Regions from separate parts of the Triticum aestivum genome. Here region 2 is linked to region 1. Evidence: chromatin contacts called from public Hi-C data. All regions are on one chromosome and are shown on one strand. The core of a region is the stretch at or near the end of the contact, and the rest is flanking DNA. Distances in the headings are between cores, read along the strand shown.

Evidence for each region. Hi-C and Micro-C count contacts between places; a contact is called where the count stands out from the background.
Region 2: a Hi-C map of leaf shows a contact between it and region 1, with 3 times the contacts expected there. The contact joins the enhancer-like site here to the promoter of LOC123158040 in region 1. A contact is called at or near these places in 4 of 5 Hi-C or Micro-C datasets (leaf and an unstated tissue).

The regions. Positions count from the first base shown.
Region 1 is chr7B:234,538,886-234,543,534 of IWGSC CS RefSeq v2.1, reverse strand. LOC123158040 (zinc finger protein CONSTANS-LIKE 14) reads left to right here and starts at 1,801. Exons shown (of 4, transcript XM_044576183.1): 1 at 1,801-2,810; 2 at 3,907-4,134. The coding sequence starts at 1,965.
Region 2 is chr7B:234,608,890-234,613,538 of IWGSC CS RefSeq v2.1, reverse strand. No RefSeq gene overlaps it. Among protein-coding and RNA genes, the nearest start is that of LOC123156726, 18 kb to the left of the region's middle. Within about 2 kb of position 2,173, at least 2 of the 8 cell types and tissues checked have an H3K27ac peak or open chromatin away from gene starts, as enhancers often do. A contact at or near this core is called in leaf, where this site is marked.

The sequences.
Region 1 (4,649 bases), core at 552-3,051:
GGTTTCCACCAGTAAAAGCACCCATTAGTGGTTGCTGCCTACCGGCACGCCTTTCCTGCCTTGTTTCTCGCTGGAGTGCGCCCTTTTCAGGTCATTTTTCTGCCAGAGCGCGGCTATATAAACTGATACTCTCCACTCACCGCCACATTCAATCATCTTCCCCTTTCCTACTGACTATATTACTCTATACCTTTCTTGTGTTATGTCACGCTCGGACCCTTCTCATGGACCTTCCTCAACAAGATCGAAGAGGAGCGCATCGAACGAAAGTTCTAGGAATTACTATGATGGGTCCAAGCCACCGTGTTCCGAGAGATTGAATTAGGCGTTTGGGCCAAGCGTCTCCCTGCTTCCCGCCGGTACCTCTCCTGTGTGATGGAAGCCATCTTGGATGAAGTAGAAGCCACAATCACTATGGCTACAAGACCGTGTCCCTCGCCCGCACCCAAGAAGCCTAATGGTACCTCGACCACATCAAAGCACATGTGGAAGCACTTGAAGCCTCGTCTTCACGTGAGGACACTTTCAAACAGAGGAGGAAGCTGATGAAATAAAATCATGTTTCAAGTTGCTCTGTTAATTTTGATTAGTCATTCTAGGTCAACTTTTATTTGTCGGTCTAGGTCAATTTCGATTTCCATGTGATGTTCAACAATGCAATATAATTTTCAATGCAACGTCCAATTTCTTTATGTGCGGAAAGAACATAGACATTGACAAATGGATCTGCAAAATATCGAATTCGAGTCATGGGCCTCTGCTTGCGCACAACTTTCACAGCCTTCAAATATTATGGAGCACACCCCAAAACGATTTTTCGAGGCTGCAAATAAGGCACACCTGCTACAATTGTTTTAAGAAAACGACGAGCCGCAATAGCTTAACATGCATATTATGGCATGTATAGTGCTTAATAATGTCTTATCTTAAACCTGCCATGCAACCTAGAGATAACAATAACAATATTATGAACCATTACTTATCTCTTAGTCTTATTAGTAACTAGATATTTCTAAATATATGATGAGATATTATTACAAAAATATCATTTCTTAATAAAGAGAAAACATATTTTTTTCTTCCGATGCATCTTTACTGCTCCTCAGCATCAAGTTACCATTTTAAAAAAGACTTGTAAAATGTTCCTAATGCTGGTTTACTGCTCTTCTGATCGTAAAAAAGGGCAAATTTTGAAAAAAAATCTGAACTTTTTTTGTAAGCCAAAAAAAAAAATCCGAACTTCTTTACAGCAAATATTGTTGAATGTTCTGCATACATCTAAATTTTAATTAAAAAACATTCCTAATGCTGGTTTTCACGAACATTTACACTACATAGAACACTCAACAATACTTCCTCCGTAAAGAAATATAAGAGCATAGTTATTATAAAAAACATTCAGAGTTTTTCACTATTCATAAGGCTGCACCTGAGCTCGAGATCATAAGCTCCATGTGCGAGCTTGCTTTAATCGCCATTTTCTCCCCAAAATAAAATTGTGATTTTCTCAGCAGTTTAGGATTCCTAGTTCTTTCCACCTTACCGGGACCCACTACTCATGCCCCACCGTGTCAGCGTCCCAGCCCCCTCCCCAGCCCGTCACCTCAGCGAGCTCCGCTAGATATTTTCCGACACTGCTAACTCACTGCCCAGCCGGTCCCACGTCCGAGGCCCGCCACCTCAGCGAAATCATGGCGCGGCACGTGGAAAGAGAATGCCGTGCTCTCGGTGTTCGGCACGGCGCAGCGGATCGGCCTCCTCCTCCTCCTCCTCTCCCTCGCTTTCTCCCATACCCTCGCAGTCGCAGCCTCGCTTCGGATTGCATAAGCTAAAGCGCGCGGCGATAAGAAGCGGTAGACCCTCTCGCTCTCCCGCCTTTTGACCCACCTCCGCCGCCCCTCCTCCCTCCGGCATCGCGGGGTTCTCTGCTCGGGTGGTGTGGCGTGGCGTGCCGGGCGCTGGCCATGAAGGACAACGGAGGGGCGAGGCAGCCCTGGCCGTGCGACTACTGCGGGGAGGCGGCGGCGGCGCTGCACTGCCGGGCCGACGCGGCGCGGCTCTGCGTGGCGTGCGACCGCCACGTGCACGCCGCCAACGCGCTCTCGCGGAAGCACGTGCGCGCGCCGCTCTGCGCCGGGTGCGCGGCCCGCCCGGCGGCTGCGCGCGTGGCGGCCGGGGGAGGCGAGCCGGCGTTCCTCTGCGCGGATTGCGACGGAGGTTGCGAGGGCGCGGCGCGCGTGCCCGTGGAGGGGTTCGCGGGCTGCCCCGCGGCGTCCGAGCTCGCCGCGTCGTGGGGCGTCGACCTCCTCCCTGGCGCCGGTGGCGCCGCCGCGTTCGGTTGCGGCCTCGGCGGCGGCGGCGACCAAGAGGATGAGGACGCCTTCTTCTTCTCGTCCTTGGACTACTCCATGCTGGTTGACCCCGAGATGCGCGACCTCTACGTGCCCTGCAACCCGCCGGAGGTGGCCGTCTCGGCAGGCGGCGGCCGGCCCCTCAAGGGGGAAGCGCTGTGCCACCAGCTCGCGGAGATGGCGCGGCGAGAGACGGAGACGTCGCAGCCGCAGGGGTACTCGGATCTGAGCCCCAGGACTCCTCGTCGGTCCTCCGCCGGGGCTAGCGGGCGCTTGCCTGACAAGCAAGCTCCCCCACCGCTGCCTCCTGCTCCGGAGGTGCCGTGTCCGTACACGTCCCTGCTGATGATGCCGTCAGCTCACTGCGCCGAGCTTATCGGCAACGACCGCCTCCGTGATGACGACGAAGAGCAACTTCGATGGGAGTTCGCCCCACCCTCATCAGTGCCACCCACCCAGGTAAAAAAAACATGAGAATGATATGCAAACAAATAAATCAATTGTTGGTATTCAGACAATTTACATGTCAATTGTACTAATCAGATGTTTTGTTGGCGTCTTTATGAGTGACTAAATTAGTTGCATTGCCTTCAGGTAGCTGCATCGTGGTAGCCAAACACACATTAACATCACATGTTTTGTAACACTACTCGGTCACGACAAATGTTCTGATCTTAATTTTCTGAGCAAACAACAATAGATCATCAAACAGGTTTGTTGAAGGCTACATGCTCGTTGCCACTTTGTGCAGTTCCCGGTTAATCCATTGATCATTCAGATCATGGAATGCAATCATGAATTCATGATCTCTGGTAGGTCATGGAAAACCTATTGGCGTTCAGATGAATAATAAGGTGCCAGTTCCAAAGTCATCGGAATTTAGCGTCCATTCCTTTGTACGTGACCTGAGGGTCTCCACTCCTGTGGTTCTCACGGACAATCAGGCTCTAGTTTTGTCCTAGATTTTGTCAGCCAGAGAAGTGATTGATTTCACTAGTTTTGAGTAGAGATAAATTTGCCCTTTATTCGCTCACCATTTATGGCACGGGTCTTTCAACTTGAAAGGCGAGTAGAATGCAGTTGCCATGGAAGCTCATGGATCGGGTTGTTTTAGGACACTGAATGCGCAGGTTGGCTGATAATGAATGGTGTTTTCTCCTCTACCAACAGTGCAAATTAGACTGGACTTTCTGAGCTGGTGTTGGCGTGTTGCTATCGCGATATGAAGAAGTGTACCTTGTATGATTTGGCACGTTACTAGATTCTTCTGAGTATTTGACTTTTTGAACATGGAATACATCGCCTGATGGTGAACAGTATTTATTCAGTCTGCTGACTACATCGACATTGCTATCTATACAGTTTCCATTTACCTGATAATAGTATTCGGTATGCCTGTGTTTGCTTGTAGAGTTTGCATCGGCAAAAGGATAGGTTTGTAGGAATCACTTCCTTATAATTGGATATGCTTCAAAATCTTCTGACTTTCGTCAATCTTATTCTGGAATGTGCTTATTGTGGAAAGCCCTGACAGTTCACTGCTTGCTATCTGCAGATATGGGATTTCAATTTAGGAAGATCAAGGAACCACAATGAAAAATCTGCACATGAGATTGGATTTGGTTCAAACAATGGAGGCTTTATGATCAAGAGTTATAGTGACATGCTCAAGGAGATTTCTTGTGGGACAACGAAAGATCTGGAAGATATTTATGACTCAGGATATGGTGCAGCTGCTGAAGATATCATGTCAACAAATATTTGCCAAGTGCCATCCAAAAATGTAAGTTATTCCTCCCTATGTCTATCCACTACATTCAGTATGCAGAGGCCAAGGGCGTTCACCCTCCTTTTGAAAAAAAATAAAATCCACGGCATAAAGTGCATAATGTGACACACCACGATGTTGTTAATAGCCCGTGCATTTGCATCGACAATATCTCACATGCATCATGCAAATTTTTAATATTTTCAACGCAGTGCTATAACCTCATACCTAGCAGCAAAGTCTAAACATGACTGCTAGGATATGCCTTGTTTACAAATACAAGGAGTCCTCTAGTTTGCAGTCAGCTGTTATTGGTTTTTATTCCTTTGTAAGCAACAGGGATAAAAGCCACGTGCATTAGATAATCCAGATACCAGGCAATTAGTTAAGGGTAATTTTATTAGCTGTTGATCAAAATTCAATGTTGACAAGATACTGAAAAGGAACTGCTCGACCTGAACCTGCTTACAATGTGCATATTCATGAGGATACATCCCATCCGCGCACTGTCGTTCCTCTTAGCTATTAAC
Region 2 (4,649 bases), core at 924-3,423, 70 kb before region 1:
AAGGGTGAGAGCAAGACTGCATGGGTCTCATGGGAGGTGATGACTCAGCCCAAGTTTATGGAAGGTATGGGGTTCCGTGACATTGAGCTGTTCAATTTAGCCTTACTGGCTCATCAAGCATGGCGTTTACTGCAAGAACCTGACTCCCTCAGTGCACGTATACTCAAGGCAGTTTACTACCCTGACCGCAACTTTCTGGAAGCCGAGCTGGGGAGCAAACCATCCCAGATCTGGAGATCTATACATGAAGGTCGGGATACTCTCAAATTGGGCATAATTAAGAGGATCGGAACAGGAATTGAAACGAACATCTGGCATGACAATTGGATACCCTGGGATCACAAGTTGAGGCCGGTGTGTCCAAATATTTCAGTCCCTCCGCAGCTTGTATCGGATTTGATTGACCATAGCAATGCTTGCTGGAATATTGCTGTACTAAATGAATACTTTTATGCGATGGACAGGGAGGCGATTCTGAACATTCCATTGAGTACTCGAGCTCAAGATGACTTCTGGGCCTGGCACTATGATAGGAGGGATGTTTTTTCAGTTCGGTCCGCCTGTCGACTTCTAGCCTCAGCGAAACAGCAGAGAACGGATTGGCTGGAGCATAATCCGAGCCACTCTCATGGCGATGAGGACAGGAAATATTGGGGAAAACTTTGGAACCTGAGGATCCCATCCAAGATTAAGGTGTTTGCTTGGCGTTTAGCCAAGACTTCGCTCCCAACTGGAGATGTCCGAAATCACAGAAAAATGACAAATACGCCAGCGTGTTCGATATGCAACGCGGCTACCGATTCCTGGAGACACTCCTTATTTGATTGCCATATGTCCCGCTGTGTGTGGGCTTTAGCCGAGGAGGAACTGACTGAAGTTGCTATCTCAAACCGAACGGAAGATGCAAGATTATGGATGTTTTGGCTGCTTGATACTTTACCAGAGGAGGAGGTAGTTCAAGTTCTGGTTACGTTGTGGGCCATATGGTGGGCGAGACGACGTGCTATCCATGACGATCAATTCCAAAGCCCCCTAAGCACCTCGGTTTTTGTCAAAAAGTTCCTGGAAGATCTTGATTTGGTGGCGGACAGCAAGCGGCGCCCGGCCAAGGACTGACATGCGATACACAAGGACTTGCATGTAACAGCTCATAATGCAAGGGCCAGAGTGATTAGATCGTCATGGATTCCCCCAGCCGATTTCGATGTGAAAATTAATGCTGATGGTGGGGTGTCAAGATGTGGCAGAAGAGGGGCCGCGGCGGTCGTTTGCCGAGACAAGGCGGGAACTTTCTTGGGAGCATCAGCGAGAGTTTTTGACGGCCTTACGGACCCATCCTCGTTAGAGGCGCAAGCCTGCAATGAGGCTCTTTCACTGGCCGAGGACCTCAACTTGAGTGCTGTTTGTGTGGCATCGGACTGCGCTGAGGTAATCTCCAAGATCGGGACGAAAGCTCCTTGCCAATATACAGCGATACTCCCGGAGATTAACCATCGCACTGCTGTTTTTCATAATATTCGCTTTGTTCATGAAAATAGGAAGTTTAATTTTGAAGCACACTCGCTTGCGAAAGCTGCTGTTTCTTTGTCTAGCGGGCGCCATGTGTGGCTTGTTTCTACGCCCGATATCATCTGTATCCCTATGAACATCCAACTATAATAAAGGTTACAGATGCTAAAAAAAAGCAATCTCGGAAGAGTACTAACAAGAAAATAGAATACTAATTTAATTTTATATGCCTTGAAGAGGGGTGGGCGCCGGTTTGTAGTACTACAGCTTAAGGCATGGAATAGGATCAGGGTCCGCCGACCCACGCTAGATAGGTGCTCCCAACTCTTTGATCCGCCCAAGTGAAATGAGCTGCAGTAAACGGGTGAATGAAACATAGTATTTATTTCTCTGCTGTTCCTTAAAAAAAATTATTTCTCCACTAGACGAGTTCTAGACACCCTATCTTTTAATAACCAGTTTACACACGAGTAAACAAAAGCGTAAAACACCTTGCGTTGTGAACAGTGGTATTCATCCCTCACGCAAACGGGGAGTATACGACAAGACAACTTTATTTCCGGTAAGATTAGATTCGGGGCCCAATTATTTAGTCTATACAACTCGAATCCGTAGACCGAACAGACGCTTCTGGACTCCGCGGCTATTAATTAAATCAGATTTGTTGGCAATATAATAGTAGTGGCACTGTCATACACGTACCAGTGCTAAAAGAAGAAGCTAAGATCGCGCTGCTAATATAATACACACTAATCATGGCCTTCCACTAGCCCTGGCCCACCTTAATTTAATCATCAATTGCCAAATCCAGCTATGCATGTATAGATACTGCGTCCAAGATTTCGTGGGGAATTGTTTATTTCCCTGTCGTCATGGCTGACCTCAATTCAGAAGCTGCTAGCTTAGTTGCAGCAGGATATGTACCGTATTTCTTTAGTGTCTTATCATCTGCAATTTCTACTAAATTTAATTATTATTACAAAATGGTGGGGTCTTACTAAATATAATTAACTATATCATGTGGAGATGTGAGTACTAGTAGTAGCAACTAACTCATAACTCATCGTATATTTAAGAGCAATTCTAGTTGATGCCCAAAACTTTTTTGTCAACCAAAGATGGATTTTATTAGCTTAAAATAGAAAATACAACATCAAAAGAATACAAAGACAATAAGCACACTACTGACCTCTGCAAAGCTATAATGCACACACTGAGTAAAATTCGTGTTAATTTTCTATGTTGCTTTGGAGAGGCCAACAGGGTGGCCGATACTCTAGCGAAATCCGCTTTTAATTCTAGATAAGATAATAATAATGGCCAGAAATTTCACCCTGAGGAACAAGTCTGGGCACTGAGCAATGTCTTCAATAAGGTAATGACGTAAGAATATCGTCATTGCCATGTATAACCAACTCGGGTCAAAGCTAGGCCCTCACCCCCGAGATCGATCAAGATCGGGTGATCGATTAGCACCACCATCGATGTCACTCATGTGTTATTGTCATCACTTTTCTAGGTTTCCAGTAGCTACATGCGATGTGCGACTGTCGTTGCAGCACAACCATCCATCTGCATAAAGTTGTCGTCCATAGTTTACATCTCATTGTCAAAAAGTCAACAACCAGAAATGTGGGGAGGAACCCTCATGAAGATCTTTCAATGGCCACTACATGTCAGAGTGGTCACCTCAACGGGCGAATCTGGGTGATGGACCGGCCACTCCAAAATCCCCACCCATGACCGGCCAGATCAGGACGACAGGTATCGTCGCACGACGGCAACAACAACCACCACACCCCAAATCGAGCCTTGCCAGCATAGCTGGTCGATATGGATGAGGACCAGTCAGACCCACCGTCATGTTCCTTGCTCCGCCCGGTGAGGAAGATAGGGATCCAAACCGGTGTCTTCATTTCCTCCTCGGTCATTCACATAATGTCACCAAGAAGGAAAACAAGGAGAAAGGAGATGGAGTGGAGGACGTGTCACAGGTCAACGTTGAAGAGGAGGAGGGATGCGGCGAGTGAAAGGAGGTAGTCGAGCTCTTACCCATAGTTTTCATGCCTCCGATGTTACCATCCTTAGCTTAGTTCCATGTCTCCAAGTGCCGAGAGCATAGCCTCTGCCTCTTCAAACGTTTCCCCACAACCATGATATTGGATGACATCAACGAGAGGCGAGTGTGAATATATGACGACCCACATTTTTTACTATTTCATTGATTTTAGGGAATGTTATATTATAAGTTCTCTAAAACAACAACTAAGTGAATCAATCTATATGGAAAAGCAATTCTAGCTAGCAAGATCACACAATTTAAACAAGTTAGAAATAAGTTAAGAACAAAGTAATGGAGATGATAGAAGTAACCAAAATAGAACCAAAAGACAAGGAGGTTTTTGCCTGAATTTCAAATCCTTGGGAAAGGGAGGATTATAATACCAATTGTAGAGGCTTGGGACACAATGTCGCCCAATGGCACGAAGGCCTAGTATTCTCATCCTTACGATTTGGCCACAAAGTCCAAGCTCAACCACCAATGGTAGATCTTGAGGCAATCTCTAGCCTTCATAAACTTTCTGGGAGGAAATCCACAAGTTGGAAACTCTCAGGTGCCTCAAACTGCGTAGGAGTCTCCATACTCCAATAGTAACAAGATCAATGACTAACTCGGAGGGGCGAGGGTCAAGATTTGCCTCGGTGGAATATTGGATCTAGTTTCAAACCACTTTTACTTGGAATCAAAATTTGAGGCAAAGTAGGAAGCTCAACAATGGCGTGGTTTTTTCATATCCAAAGGTCAAGGTTTGTTGGTTGGCAAGAAGGGGAGCTTATATACAAGGCCCTTCACATTCCAACCAATATCATGAACCTATGCCAAACCCTAGATCTTCCATATAAAGTTTGGCAATTTGGAGGCCAGGATTTCCCAGGCACACATGCATGAGGGCCAAAATACGGACGAGACATAGAGAAAATTGCACAGTACATTGCTCGGAGGAGCGGCAAGGTATATTTAGGGGCTCAGACCTGCGAGGCATACCTAAATAAATTAAGGACTATACAAAGACCAACATCTTTCTCATGCTTGTGATATGAGTAACGGGGATGGGATAGAAACGAAAGGGAAAGACTCT